Regions from separate parts of the Sus scrofa genome. Here region 1 is linked to region 2. The links are chromatin contacts, called in public Hi-C maps. All regions are on one chromosome and are shown on one strand. Each heading gives the region's core, a stretch centred on a gene start, on an enhancer-like site or on the middle of the called end of the contact. The rest is flanking DNA. Distances are from core to core; before and after follow the strand shown. Region 1 holds the start of YY1 (transcriptional repressor protein YY1). Region 2 holds the start of CCDC85C (coiled-coil domain-containing protein 85C).

Region 1 (6,874 bases), core at 2,712-5,211, 530 kb before region 2:
ACTTATTTATTTATTTATTTATTATTTATTTATTTATCGGTGCCACCTGCGGCCATGTGGAATTCCCCGGGGAGAGGGATTGAACCTGGGCCACAGCAGCGACCCAAGCTGCTGCAGCAAATCACTAGATCCTAAACCCACTCTTCCACAAGACAACTCTGTTCAGTCTTTTCAGTCTTTTTAGGACGGCACCTGGGGCATATGGAAGTTTCAGGCCAGGGATCTAACCGGAGCTACAGCTATCGGCCTACGCCAGAGCCACAGCAATGCCAGATCCAAGCCAAGTCTGCGACCTACAACACAGCTCACGGCAACACTGGATCCTTAACCCACTGAGCAAGGTCAGGGATCAAACCCTCAATCTCATGGTTCTTAGTTGGATTCGTTTGAGATGCTCCACCACGGCAACTCCCCAACCACTATTTTTATAAAGACTTCTGATTAACTAAGTTCGAGCTTAGGCTGAGATGGTTTTAAACTCTTAAGTCTAGGATCAAATGTGATCAAGTGTGTGAAAGCCCTGTGCACATGGCCTACCAGTCAACACACACACAGAGACATTCCTTCACCTTTTATAATTCTACTTATTTATTCACTTAATGGCGCCACCCACAGCATATGGCAAGTTCCAGGGCCAAGGGTGGAATCTGAGCCACAGCTGTGGCAACGGCTGATGGTTTTAACTCACTGTGCCCAGCCAGGGATCAAACCTGCACCAGCAGCGACCCCAGCTGCTGCAGACAGGTTCTGAACCCACTGCACCGTAGGGGGAACTCCTACAAATAGAAACTTAGCTTAACAAATAACTTGCTTTGGTTTTTTTTTTTTTTTTTTTTTTTTTTGCCTGTTATCAATTATCTCCTTACTTCGGTTCTGAAGATGAAACTATATGTAGAATTTGAACTTGGGACATGGACAGTTAATCACGAACCATTTAGCTTCTCTTTGGTAACAGTCCAAACCACAAGAATAAGGAAAGGGAATAGTTTACCACAAAACATGTCTGAGAAAACTTCCTTACTGCGTTATTACCATCAAATATTTACAACCACCTTTGTGCAGAGTACTGCAACATGCCAGACAACTAACTCTTTAAAGAAAGGGACAGTGAGTTCCCACTGTGGTGCAATGGCATCGACGGTGTCTCTGCAGTGCTGGGACGCAAGTTTGATCCCCAGGCCAGCGCAGTGGGTTAAGGATCTGATACTGCCGCAACTGCGGCTCAGAGCTGATCCCTGGCTTGGGAACTCGATATGCCAAGGGGCAGCCAAAAAAGAAAAAAGAAATGGACCTTAAAATACCCCCAAACTGCACAAGCCTATGAGCAACCACTTGCACAGAGGAAATAATGACTTTTAACCTAATTTTGATACATTCAAGTAAAGCCTTCATCACAAAGTTTTCTTGGTATGGAAAAGTGGGGTAGCAATCTGGTAAAATCAAGTGCAGAATATATAAAACATCCCACTGTTCTGAACTACAGTGGAGGTAACACAACCATATCATGAAAAAGAGTAAACCTAAGCTTTATGTAATAAATGTATCTTTACCTAAACATCCAATTTCAAATGATATCTTTGAATTCAGCAAACTCATCAATAACTAACACCCCCTCCATTATTCCATTCCTATTAATAACAGAAAAATACGACTTTTAGCTCCAACATGAATAGTGTGCAATCATTCTGCACACCAGAATGTATACAGAACCTTTTAAGTGCTGAAACATACATTTCATTTAAACATACAGCTCCTGCTGAAGTTACTGAGCTCTGCAAGGTCTTCGGAAACCCAGAATAGAGCCTGTCAGCAACTGCTATTGCATTTTGACAGAAACTCCATTCCTTTGCTCAGTCGTGAGTCACAGATCCCTTCTGCCTTAGTTATCTCAACTTGGGGCTTTCAGGAGATACCACCAGACCAGCTTCTCAGTCCAGCCTTTTGGCTTATTTTATTCGTTCCTGTGAATTCCAGAAACCCTTTAATACTCAAAGTGCACATTTCCAAGCTCCATCCAATTCTGAGAATTCACTGAACAGCGGTGGAGTAACCATGGGGTAGGCCATTCTACAGCTTAAATCCAATCACCACAGGTCCTAGGTTAACTACTTACGACAGGATTATTCTCAGTCTTATTTACTATTCCAGCAGTTTAACCAGATAATCTTTGCATCAAGTAACAAAATCACAGCAAAAACAAACAAAAAGCCCTTCCACAGTTACAAAGGAAAAACAAAGAGATTTACATGTGCAGATAAATCTCTTTTGCTCTATTTTTTCTGGCTTTCATTCAAAGCAGTACTGAAATTGCAGAAAGACGCCTGGCGGACCCTCTTTTCACGGGGAGAACAAGGCGCTTTCCACCAGGTCAAACACAAGAGGAAACGTCCACGAAGCGCTCGAGTCTACCGACGCAGTGGCAAGCGCGCCTCGCTGTGCAGCCAACCGGCCCGTGCGCAAAGCGCCCCGGGCCGAAGAAAACCAAACTTCCGCGAGCCCAGGGCTCGCCGTCGGCTACGATCCCCGCGGGCCCTCCCGGCCCGGCGCCGCGGCGGCAGCAGGAGCGGGGACCTCGGCCGCCGCGCGGTGACAGGCCCTGCGGGCGCCGAGCCCGACGCGAGCGCCGCGCGCCGCCCTGGTCCCGCCCCGCCGAGGCGAGCGCGGCCGGCGCCTCCGCCCCCTTCGGAAGGCGCCTCCCGGGAGCAGTCGAGGCTCCCGGGAAGGGGCGGGGGGCGGCGCGGCCCCAGGGACGCCCCCCAGCGGCAGGCCACGGAAAGGCGCGGCCCGCCCGGCGCGAGGTCCACGCCGCGCAGCCCCGCCAACGCCCTGCCCGCGCCCCGGGGCCTCGAGGGCGGCCGCCCCGCGGACGCACACGCGGGCGGGGGCCGCGGACAACGGGCCGGCGGGGCGTCCGTTGGCCCGAGCGCGCCCCGCCCCGCGCGCCCCGCCCCGCGCCGCGCGGCCGCCCCGCCCGGGGAAACTACGCCATTGCGGCCTAGCGGGCGGCGCCGCGCCTCCGCCGCCATCTTCGGCCCGCCGCCCGCCGCCCGCCGCCCCCGCCGCGGCCCGCCATCTTTTGGGGCCGCCATACTTGCCCTGCGAAGAAGATGGCGGCGCCCATCACACACATAAAACATGGCTTCCCTTCAAAACAAAAACATCCCGGGGGCCGGCGCGCGCCGGCGCTCACCTGAGGACCACATGGTGACCGAGAACTCGCCCTCCAGGGTCTTGATCTGCACCTGCTTCTGCTCCCACTTCTTGTTGCCCGCGTCCGCGCCGCCCGCCGCCCCGGCCCCGCCGCCGAGGTAGCCCTTCTTGCCGCTCTTCTTGCCGCCGCCCTTCTTGACGCGGCCGCCGCCCGACGACGACGAGCCGCCGCCGCCGCTCTTGCCGGCCGCAGCCACGGTGACCAGCGTCTGCTCGATGTAGTCGTCGTCGCCGCCGGCCGGCGCGGGCACCGGGATGAGGATCTGGTCTTCGAAGCCGTCCTCGGCGCGCAGCCCGTCCGAGTCGTCGCCGCCCACCACCTCCTCGCGCGTCTGCACCAAGATCACCTCCTGGTGGTGGTGCACCTGGGTCGGGTCGTCGGTGACCAGCGGCTGCAGCGCGATCATGGGCGGGTGGTGGTGGTGGTGGTGGTGGTGGTGATGGCCCGCGTGCCCGTGGCCGCCCCCGCCGCCGTGGTCTCCGCCGCCGCCGTCCTCGTCGTCGTCGTCGTCCTCCTCCTCCTCGCCCACCACCGTGGTCTCGATGGTCTCCACCGGGATGGTCTCCACCTCGATCTCGTGCAGCTCCACGATCTCGGCCGGCATCTCCGAGCCGTCCGTGGCGATGTAGAGGGTGTCGCCCGAGGCCATGACTGAGGGCTCGGCCGCCACGGCCGCGGCGGCCTCAGCTCCGGGGCTGCGGGCAGGCGGGCGAGGAGGCGGCCGGCCGTGGGGAAGGAAGGCAGAGGGAGGAAGGCGGCGGGCGGGCGGGCGGGGGGAGAGGGGGCGGGCGGCGGGGGGAAGGGGCGGGCGCGGCGGCGGTGGCGGCGGGCTTCCCCGCCTCCTCGCCTCGGTGCGCCCCGCGCTCGCTCGGCCGCTGCTCGCCCCGGCGCCCCGCCGCGCCGCGCCTCGGCCGCCCGCTCTGGCCGCGCCTCCTCCCGCCCTCCGGGCCGGCGCTCCGCTTCCCCCTTCCTCCTGCGCCTCCGCCTCCTTCCACACAAATACCAACTCCTCACCCTGAGCCCAGATCTCGCCGCCGCCGCCGCCGCCACACTCCGCTCAGGCTTGGCCTCGCGAGACTTCCGTGCGGCCTCGGCCCGCCCCACCTCGCTCCTAACTCGCTTGCTCGCTCTCTCGCTCCTCCTCCTCTGCCAATCGGTCTGCCCGTTCGCCGCTGCCGCCCCGCCCACTCAACCCGGGCTCCTCCCGGATTGGGGCCGACGGGACGGCCCCCGCGCGCGCTGGCTGGCCGCTGCGCGTGACGTCAGCGCGCCGCCGCCGCCGCCACCGCCGCCGCGAGTCGTGCGGCTCCCGCCCTTCGCGGTGCAACAGCAGCAAAACCCGCCGCCCCGGACCCGGGCCGCACTCTAGAGCGGGGTGTCGACGCTGCAGCCGCCGCTTCGGGAGCCGGTGAGCGGTCCGCGCGGCACCCGGCGCCGCGTGGGAAGGGGCCTGAGGGGCGGGGCTGGGCGGGGCGGCCGAGCCCGGGGTCCTGGGGGGTGGGCGGCCCGGGGGTCGCGGAGGGGAGCGGGTGGGCGCGCGGGGCTGCCCCGGCGCCCCAATAAAGTCTGCTTTGAAGAGAAACGCCTGTGCCTCCTTTTTCGCGTCGGGCAGCTTTTGCTCTTGATTCCTGCCTGGCTTCGGGCAGGCGATGGCGACCGAGTGAGGGAGGAGGTCCAGGCGAACAAAGGCGGGCGAGCGAGCAGCAGAGGAAGGTGTTCGCCGGTGGCCACAGGCCAGCATCGCGCTGCGAGCACCGGTCCCCGGGCCCCGCTGGGTCCGGGGCCGAGCGCAGGTGGGCTGCACGCGGGGCGGGGCGGGGCGGTCGAGCGGAAGCGGCGCGCGGAGCCCCCAGGTCCACCGTTGGGAGGATGTCCGTTATCCTTTTGTGACCCGCGGAAACCTGAGACCGAGCCGTTGGGTGCCTGCTTCCCCGTAGATCTTAGAACTGCCGGATCCCGGCCGCTGGTCCTGGAGCTTGGCTCTCTGCGGCTTTCTAAAATTTCCCTCTGAGCCTCCCCTTCGCTCTCCAGCCAACCATTGTTTCTCTCGACCACCGTCTTCACCTGTTTCTCACTTGCGTAGATGCTCCTCCTTTGCCCACCAGGCTTTGCATTTGTCCTCTTGTTCAAAATCCCAGTTTTCCCTCCCTGTTCTCCTTTATACCTGCAGCAGAGCGTATGTTTTTCTTGGCACTAATTAGCGGCAAATTAAACCTTGATGAAGGTGGTTTTGTCTTTATTTGGTCGTCCTGACTTTGTGTTTGAAGCATTAGAAATAACTGGTTTTTAGGGAAGAAAATCACGAAAAGCTGCGAAGGTGTGTCTTTGTTACTCGTTGGGCCAATTGAACGGCTGTGTGAATTTTTTGAACGTGTGTATTTTCAACGTTTATACTTGTTTTTTGCAGTAGTGTTCTTGCAAGTGAATACCATGATTATTCTGAACTGTCCTATGTCAGTGTTAGATTCCACTTGTAACAAGCGGGTGTCTTTTTGAGAACTTAGAGCACGGTTTATATGTTTTGATTAAAGAGTGGTTTTGTCAATTTCATTTAGTTTCATTTTTAAATGGCATTGAACTTGATATTTGAGAATCTTAGTATATGAAGTGAAAAACCGGATCATTGTCTCTTTGAATCTGAGTTTTAAATCCTGAGTAATCTTAGATTGCTGCACCCACACAGTTTGCTGAAATCAAGCCTGTTGAACTAAATCGTTTCTGACTTCATAGCTTATAAATTCTGCGTAAATATTTCGCAAATGAAAACCAGTTGTGGGAGAATTTTTAGGGGACTTAATTAATTTCACTTTCCCCACTCTCTAGTAATTGATGGGAGGATGTCTCTGTATGTGGTTGGTACTTCCCCATAGGTACAAGAGAAAGGGGGGAGGTACCCAGTTGGGTGAACTGGCTTCTGAATCGTGATCTGTGGACTTGACAGTCATTTGGAGATCGCTAAAAAGGTTCACCTGTCAGGAAAGGTCCTGGGAGAAGGTGCCAAGCTGCTCCTCAGGGTTAGCCCAAGCACCTACTACAAGAAGAGCTTTTAAAAATTGCCCCAGAGCAGGTGATCTGTTAGGTAGGCCTGAGTTTTCTGTGGTGGCAGTTAGTCTCAACTCCCTCTTTTGCTCGGGAGTAGCTTATGGACCAACATGCAAAGACACTGTGCTGTCTTGGCTCTGGCCTGCTCGCATTTGCTGCAACCCCATTTAAAAGGACACATTGAGAGTTTTATCTTGTGGGGCAGTGGGTTAAGGATCCGGCGTTGTCACTGCAGCAGCCCAGGTCGTTGCTGAGGTGTGGGTTCGCTCTCCAGTTTGGGAACTTACATATGCCCTGGGCACAGCCAATAAATAAATAAGTAAACAAATGGAGTTCTCATGGTGGCGCAACCGGGGATTGGGGATGTCTCTGTAGCACCAGGACTTAGGTTCCATCCCTGCCCAGCACAGTGGGTTAAAGGATCCCACAGCGTTGCTGCAGCTCGGATCTGATCCCTGGCCCTGGAACTCCATGTGCCTCAGGGCGGCTAGAGATGAAAATAAAATAAAAGGATAGGTTAGGAGTTCCTGTCGTGGCGCAGTGGTTAACGAATCTGAATAGGAACCATGAGGTTGCAGGTTCATTCCCTGGTCTCGCTCAGTGGGTGAAGGATCCGGCGTT
Region 2 (6,704 bases), core at 94-2,593:
CGTGGCGCTCACAGTCGAGTGCGCGGGTTTTATCTTCTTGTGGTCCTTGGGGAGGGACGCCCCCTCCGCCAGGCTGGCGGCAGACGCGCTGTAAATGCGCTTTTGGGACGCGAGGATAACGAGATGGACTCACAGCCAGTGGGAAGGCTCGGGTGCCGGGCGAGGCTGGCTGGTGGGGAGGGTTTTTTGCCAACGACTCGGCGTCCCTCGAGTTAAGATCCCAGTGGGAGACCTTTCTCCACCCTACCCAGTGGGCTCTAAGTCGCGAATCCCTGATTCTCTCCCGAATTCTGGGACCGGGGGAATGGCGTGTGTTCCAGCGCCCTCGTCACCTCGGGGCAGGGAAGAGGGTACAGACAGTGCTCGGGGGCTGTTGGCGAGGCCCTGGCCATCCCGGTGCTTAGGCGCCGGAGCCACAGCCCTGCGCTGAAGTGGAAACGCAGCAACCTCTGCGCGCTCCGGCAGGGGACGGGGGTGGGGACGAGGGCGGAGGAGCCGGGGGCAGGGAAGGGGACAAAGAGCCGATCTGCCGCCGGAGAGAGCGACCCCCGTGTCAAGTGTCCTATTGTCCGTCGTATCTCAGACTAAGCTGGACTCTGGTGCCCCCGGGAGGGAGAAGGGGAGCTGTCCTCCGGATCCTGGGTATTTGTTTATTTGGGGCGGGGAAGGGCGGGCGCGGCACGAGAGCCCAGGAAGGGGCTGGGCGCCCATTTCCGCGCGTCTCCTTTAAGGGAAGCCCTGCCCTACCTTTCCCACCGTCTCCCTCCCCGCAGCCGTACCTGCATTTTAAAAGCGCCCTGTAGCCCTGGGATTGGCGGAGGCCGCGTCCTCCGGGCGCAGAAACTTGAACGGCCAAGAGGGGAGGGTTGGCAGCCAGGCGGGTGGACTGTACCATCTCCGTGGCGTCCCCCGCGTGCGCCCCGCCCCTCCCACACACCCCCGGAGAGGTCCAATCAGACGGGCTGGGGGGGCGGGACCGCGTCTAGAGCGCGCCTCTGGCAAGGCGCCGGGCGGGCGGGCGCACGGCGTAGGGGAGGACGTGGGGGGCCTGCCGCCCCTCCGCCCACCCTCTCTTTTCCTCGGAGGCGGGGCCCGACCGCGGCGCCCCGCCCCTCCCCGCCCGGAGTGGGCGGGGCGGCTGGGGCTCCGGAGCTGGGCCGGGGGCGGGCCTCCGCCTGCTTTGCCTGAGCCCGAGGAGCGCCCGGCACGGCGGCCGCCGACGCAGCGGTGGTAGCAGCTCGCCGAGCCTTGGGACGCGCGGGTTCTCGGGCGGCCCGGGCAGGCGCTACGTGAGGACGCGCGAGGCGGCGCAGGGCCAGCCGCACGCGCCCCCGGCCGCCCCCCGCCCGCGCACGGACCGGCCCAGCGCAGCCCCGGCACGGGGAGCGCCGGCCGGGCGAGGGCACGGGCGATGCCGTGGTGACGGCCCCGCCATGGCGAAGCCCCCGGCGGCGGCGGCGGCGGCGGCGGCGGCGGCGGCGTCGGAGGAGCTGAGCCAGGTGCCGGACGAGGAGCTGCTGCGCTGGAGCAAGGAGGAGCTGGCGCGGCGGCTGCGGCGCGCGGAGGGCGAGAAGGTGGGCCTCATGCTTGAGCACGGCGGCCTGATGCGCGACGTGAACCGGCGGCTGCAGCAGCACCTGCTGGAGATCCGCGGCCTCAAGGACGTGAACCAGCGGCTGCAGGACGACAACCAGGAGCTGCGCGAGCTCTGCTGTTTCCTCGACGACGACCGGCAGAAGGGGCGCAAGCTGGCGCGCGAGTGGCAGCGCTTCGGGCGCCACGCGGCCGGTGCCGTGTGGCACGAGGTGGCCCGCTCGCAGCAGAAGCTGCGCGAGCTCGAGGCGCGCCAGGAGGCCCTACTGCGCGAGAACCTAGAGCTCAAGGAGCTGGTGCTGCTGCTGGACGAGGAGCGCGCGGCGTTGGCGGGCGGCCCTGGCGGCGCGGGCGGCGGCGGCGGCGGCGCGGGCTCCCGCAGCTCCATCGACAGCCAGGCCAGCCTGAGCGGGCCGCTGGCGGGAGGCGCGGCGGGCGCGGGCACCCGCGACGTGGGCGATGGCAGCAGCACCTCGAGCGCCGGCAGCGGCGGCAGCCCAGACCACCACCACCATGTCCCGCCCCCGCTGCTGCCCCCAGGGCCGCACAAGGCCCCCGACGGCAAGGCGGTCGCCACGCGTAGGTCCCTGGACGACCTGTCGGCGCCGCCACACCACCGAAGCATCCCCAACGGTCTGCACGGTAAGGACGGCACCGGCCGGCAGCGCGGGTCTCGGGCCCAGAGCCCCTTCCCCCGCGCGCGGCGGCCCCCACTTTAGCCCCCTCCCCCCCCAGCTGGCATCGACTCTGGGCAGGGAGATCCCGAGCCCATCCGCAGTGGGGTTTTGAGCGGTGATTTTCTGGTGAAGTGATGCAGGCGTGTCCCTGCCCCACTCCAGAATCCGCAGCGGGCCGGGACCGCCAGATCCCAGAAAAGTTTCTCTCCTGCGAAGTTATCGGTATCAGAGTTTGGCACTGTAGGGCTGGTTAGAGATGCCGAATCTGTGCCTGGAAGCCCTTGTCCTAGAGTGGGAAGTTTTTATTGGGAAAAAAAGAAGGGCCTTTCTTAGCGGAAGTAAAATTTTCCCTCTTAATTTGGAGCAACAGGCAGCCCCAAACCTGAGCAGGTTCACCTGTGCGCTGGGGCTGGAATTCCACCTGGGCTTCTTGGCGCTGCCTGCGGCTGGGAGGGAGCACAGGCAGCCGGGCCAGCGTCCTGGGAGCTAAGAACCTTCCTGGTTTGCTATTAGTCCTGCACTTTCTCAGCTGAGGCTCTCAGACGTTCCAGAGGAATATGGGCTTGGAATGGATCCTGGCTTTTCCCACCCGCCTGCCTCAGTTTCCTTATCTATAGAATGGAGCCGATAATCCCCACCTCCTGGATTTGAGGTGGAGATAAAAGCCTCTGCGGGATTTGTGAAACTGTTGGTCACCTTGCAGGAAGTGGCACGGTTGGTGGCTGGCGTCCTGGGTGTGGGCGGGAGGACCTTTGGCCTCAGGAAAGCTCAGCTACTGTCTTCCACACCCTTGTGACTGTTGGGCCCAGGGCAGAGGGCTCTGTAGGAGCAGAGCAGGCCCCCCCACTTCCCAGCCCTCTGATCAGTGGCTCCCCCTCTTCCCTCACACCGCTGCCGCCGCCTCACTCCTGCATCCCTGTCCTTCTACATTTTTGGTGGCTTGGCTCCTACTTGTGGTGGCAGTTGCTGCCGCCTAAACTATTTGCCTGAAGGTGGAGATTAAACAGCCCTTTCTGGTTCCCTTTAAAGGCTTTCCTAATTGGTAGAAAATGTATCTAGGCCTCAAATGAGAGTGACAGCCTGCGGGTGGGGATGGGGACGGGGTCCTCTCTCTTTGGGTTGGTGGCCAAGTGGCCTCTGCAGGTGCCTTGGGGTGGGGGCTGGGGTGGGACCTGGCCCTGGAGGGGATGTGTGTTGCTAGTCCAACAGAGTTTTTCATTTATTTACCTTCCCAGCCCCTGAGTTCAGGGCAGGACTGGGCTTCTAGGGATATTTTGTTACTGATTAGCAATCTAAGGCTACAACTTGGGTTTCTCTTTGTAACCCTGTATCCACCACCCCTCCCACCGCAGGCTCCTTAAGGCCAGTGGGAGTAGCTCAAAGTTGGGCTGTTTAATTCCTTAGGGTGGCACCTTCTGGGAGGTGCGGAGTCCCGGTCCCACCCTCTGTGGCCTCACCTTCTGGGAGGCCTTGGGAGGCTCGGATTTCTGGGCCTCGGTTTCCCCAAGTGCAGTGTGGAGCAGGATATGGCTCCAGTCCCGTCTGTGGCTGGGAAATGAAATGTTTCTGGTTTTCAGCTGCGTCATCAGTGACACTTGGCGAGAGTGATTCTCTGCAGGGCACTGAAGTGCTGGAATGTCAGAGCCTATTTGCAGAGAAGTTCAGTCATGTTTTGGACAAGGAGACGCAGCCCCTGCCTGGCTCAGGATTTCACTGCTGCAGTGAACCGTTCCACCTGAGCTTTCTTGCCCCATTGGGGGTGGGGGACAGGGTGGAGTTGCAGAGTTTTCCTGCAGAATCCATGCTCCCCCAAAGCCCAGGCACCCTTGGAACCAGACTGCTGCAGGTTTTGTGGTGGCAAAGCTTTGTGTTTGGGGTGAAATAAAAATTGGGCCTTATTATCACAAATCTCAGTTGTAGGTGGGGTTGTTGTCGTTTAGTTTCTTGAAAGTCTAACATGGCCTTGAGATGTTCTCACAGTAATAAGGGTGGGGTGCATGGAAGCGAGGAAAGGCCTTTCTCTTAGAAACCCCCTTTCTGGACTTGAACCTGTGGTTTTCAGGTGAGTGGTGCCGGAGCTGGAGATGAGAATGATGCCACATCTCAGGCGGGGTGGTGGCGAAAGTGGAGTCAGACACCAGGCTTGCGTCTGGGATCCTCGCTCTCTGCTCACTCTCACAAGAACCCTAGCAGGCAGTGCCATCCCCACTTGACACTGAGGTTCTGAGCATTTCCCAGGAGAGCAGCTGAGATTGAACGGTCTCAGTTCCAGGTGCCTGGGTGGTGCCCAGGGGTCCTCTGGTGCCCCAGCCTGGGGCTGGCTTGCATCTCCAGCCCGTTGTCATTCTGGCTGATAATTTTCATCAGCAGACACTGCTGACTCCTTATTTTTGATTCGCGACCCAGGCTTGCCCTCCTTCTCCCATGCTGGGAAGTGTCACTTCCTTATCCGTGACCACAGAGCAGATGGTTGATAACCCATTACCCAGAGGGCTCAGACTGTCTCGTGTTCAAATCTCCACTCTTTCCTCTCCTCTGGGGCAAGGTACTTAACTTCTTTGGTGGAGTGGGGGGCGAAACCCAGAGTGCCCCCTTCATCTCTGGGGGGTCGAGGGAGGTCAGGGTCAGCACACAGCCAGCCTCAGCAGTTGTGAGAATCCTTATTTATTTATTTATTTTGGTCTTTTTGCCTCTTCTTGGCCTGCTCCCGCGGCATATGGAGGTTCCCAGGCTAGGGGTCTAATCGGAGCTACAGCTGCTGGCCTACGCCACAGCCTCAGCAATGCAGGATCCGAGCCGCATCTGCGACCTACACCATAGCTCACGGCAATGCCGGATCCTCAACCTACTGAGCGAGGCCAGGGATCGAACCCGCAGCCTCATGGTTCCTAGTGGCTTCGTTAACCACTGTGCCACGACGGGAACTCTGAGAATCCTTATTTTTTCCAAGGATTCTCATGAAAGAAGATGGGGACCCCTTGGAGGTTTGCCAAGTCGACATCGGTTTGTTCTCTTTGAAACCATTGCTGTTTAGACAGACAGCTTGCTCGAATGTTTGCGACCAAGCCAGCATCTGACTGCACCTGCTGGCACCTGCCACCAGGCCTTTGGGGAACAGGGGCCCCGTGGTCCTCTCCCAGAAGCTGGAGGGTACCTGTAGCCCTGCCGGGTGCCCTAAAGGCCGTGAGTGGCTGTGCCGGGAGGTGGTGCATCTGTATTCTTGGCAGTCCCTGGTCGGGGCTGGGCCTGGTGGGCCTGTGAACGCTGCTGCAAATAGGCCTTTCTCCTGGGCATTTTTTTTTGGGGGGGGCTTTTCTCTTTTTGGGGCTGCACCCTAGGCACATGGAGGCTCCCAGGCTAGAGGTCGAATTGGAGCTGTAGCCACAGGCCTACACCACAGCCACAGCAATGCAGAATCCGAGCTGGGTCTATGACCTACACCATAGCTCATGGCAACGCTGGATCCCTGACCCACTGAGCAAGACCAGGGATCAAACCTGCGTCCTCATGGATACTAGTCAGATTCATTTCCGCTGCGCCACAACAGGAACTCCTGTTTTTGTTTTTGTTTTAAATAGAGGTCTGGGCTGGGCTGCCTAATGTCTGGACTAGGGGCTCCTTGCTCTGATCTGTGGGGCGGGGGGAGGCAGCTGAGGCGGGCAAACCCCAAACACCTGAAAGTCAGGTTTATCACTTTGAAAGGAATGATTTTCCAACAAAACTCTTCTCAACCATTTCTCCCCCCCCCGTGTGTCCCCTCTTCACCATCCTTGCCCCCATGTCCCCGTCCACATCCATCCCCGTCCCCCCCAACCGTGCCCCCCCCAAACCTACAGAGACCAGGCCCTCCAGCAGCCTTCGTGCTTTGGGCCCTGTTGACTTTGAAAAGTTTGGGTTTACATTGAAAATTTTGAGCTTTGCTAAATAAGATGGGTTTCTTCTCCTGTTTGTGTTTTTGTTGGTTTAACCGGAGGGAGCAAGGGAGGGTGGTCTGGGCCTTTTAAAAAAAAAAAAAAAAAAAAAAAGACAGAGCCTCTGGCCCAGAATAGGTCTTTTATGAGGGGCCTCCCAACTCGGCTGGCTCCAGGGCAGGACGCTAATAAGGCCAGCTTTTCCTAAAGCCAGCCAGGCCCTGGGGGCAAAGGTCAGTGAAGACAATGGGGCTCATGGGATAGCCCTTCCCCCTCCCTCCCCAACCTGGCCCTGACCTTGGGGTGCTGAGCTCCCAGGCCCCCATGCCCAAAGGGGGCTGGCACTGAGGAGCTCACAGGCTCAGGGTGTGGTGGTGGAGGCCAGGGTGGGCCCAGCACTTCGCAGTTGACCCCAGAGAGCTTCCAGTCTCAACTCCATTCTGTTCTGAGCTCCCAAAGAGCCCCATCTACCCCTCAGGGCCATCCCACCTGGCTCTGTCGGCCTGGGAGACTCCCTGCTGGA

Evidence for each region. Hi-C and Micro-C count contacts between places; a contact is called where the count stands out from the background.
Region 1: a Hi-C map of heart right ventricle shows a contact between it and region 2, with 4 times the contacts expected there. The contact joins the promoter of YY1 here to the promoter of CCDC85C in region 2. A contact is called at or near these places in 4 of 47 Hi-C or Micro-C datasets (heart right ventricle, mesenteric adipose tissue, omental adipose tissue and 1 more).

Annotation. Positions count from the first base shown.
Region 1 is chr7:121,129,255-121,136,128 of Sscrofa11.1, reverse strand. YY1 (transcriptional repressor protein YY1) reads right to left here and starts at 3,961. Exons shown (of 5, transcript XM_021099699.1): 1 at 3,191-3,961. The coding sequence starts at 3,860. DEGS2 (sphingolipid delta(4)-desaturase/C4-monooxygenase DES2) reads left to right here and starts at 4,517. Exons shown (of 4, transcript XM_021099703.1): 1 at 4,517-4,619.
Region 2 is chr7:120,592,048-120,598,751 of Sscrofa11.1, reverse strand. CCDC85C (coiled-coil domain-containing protein 85C) reads left to right here and starts at 1,343. Exons shown (of 6, transcript XM_021099688.1): 1 at 1,343-2,235. The coding sequence starts at 1,434.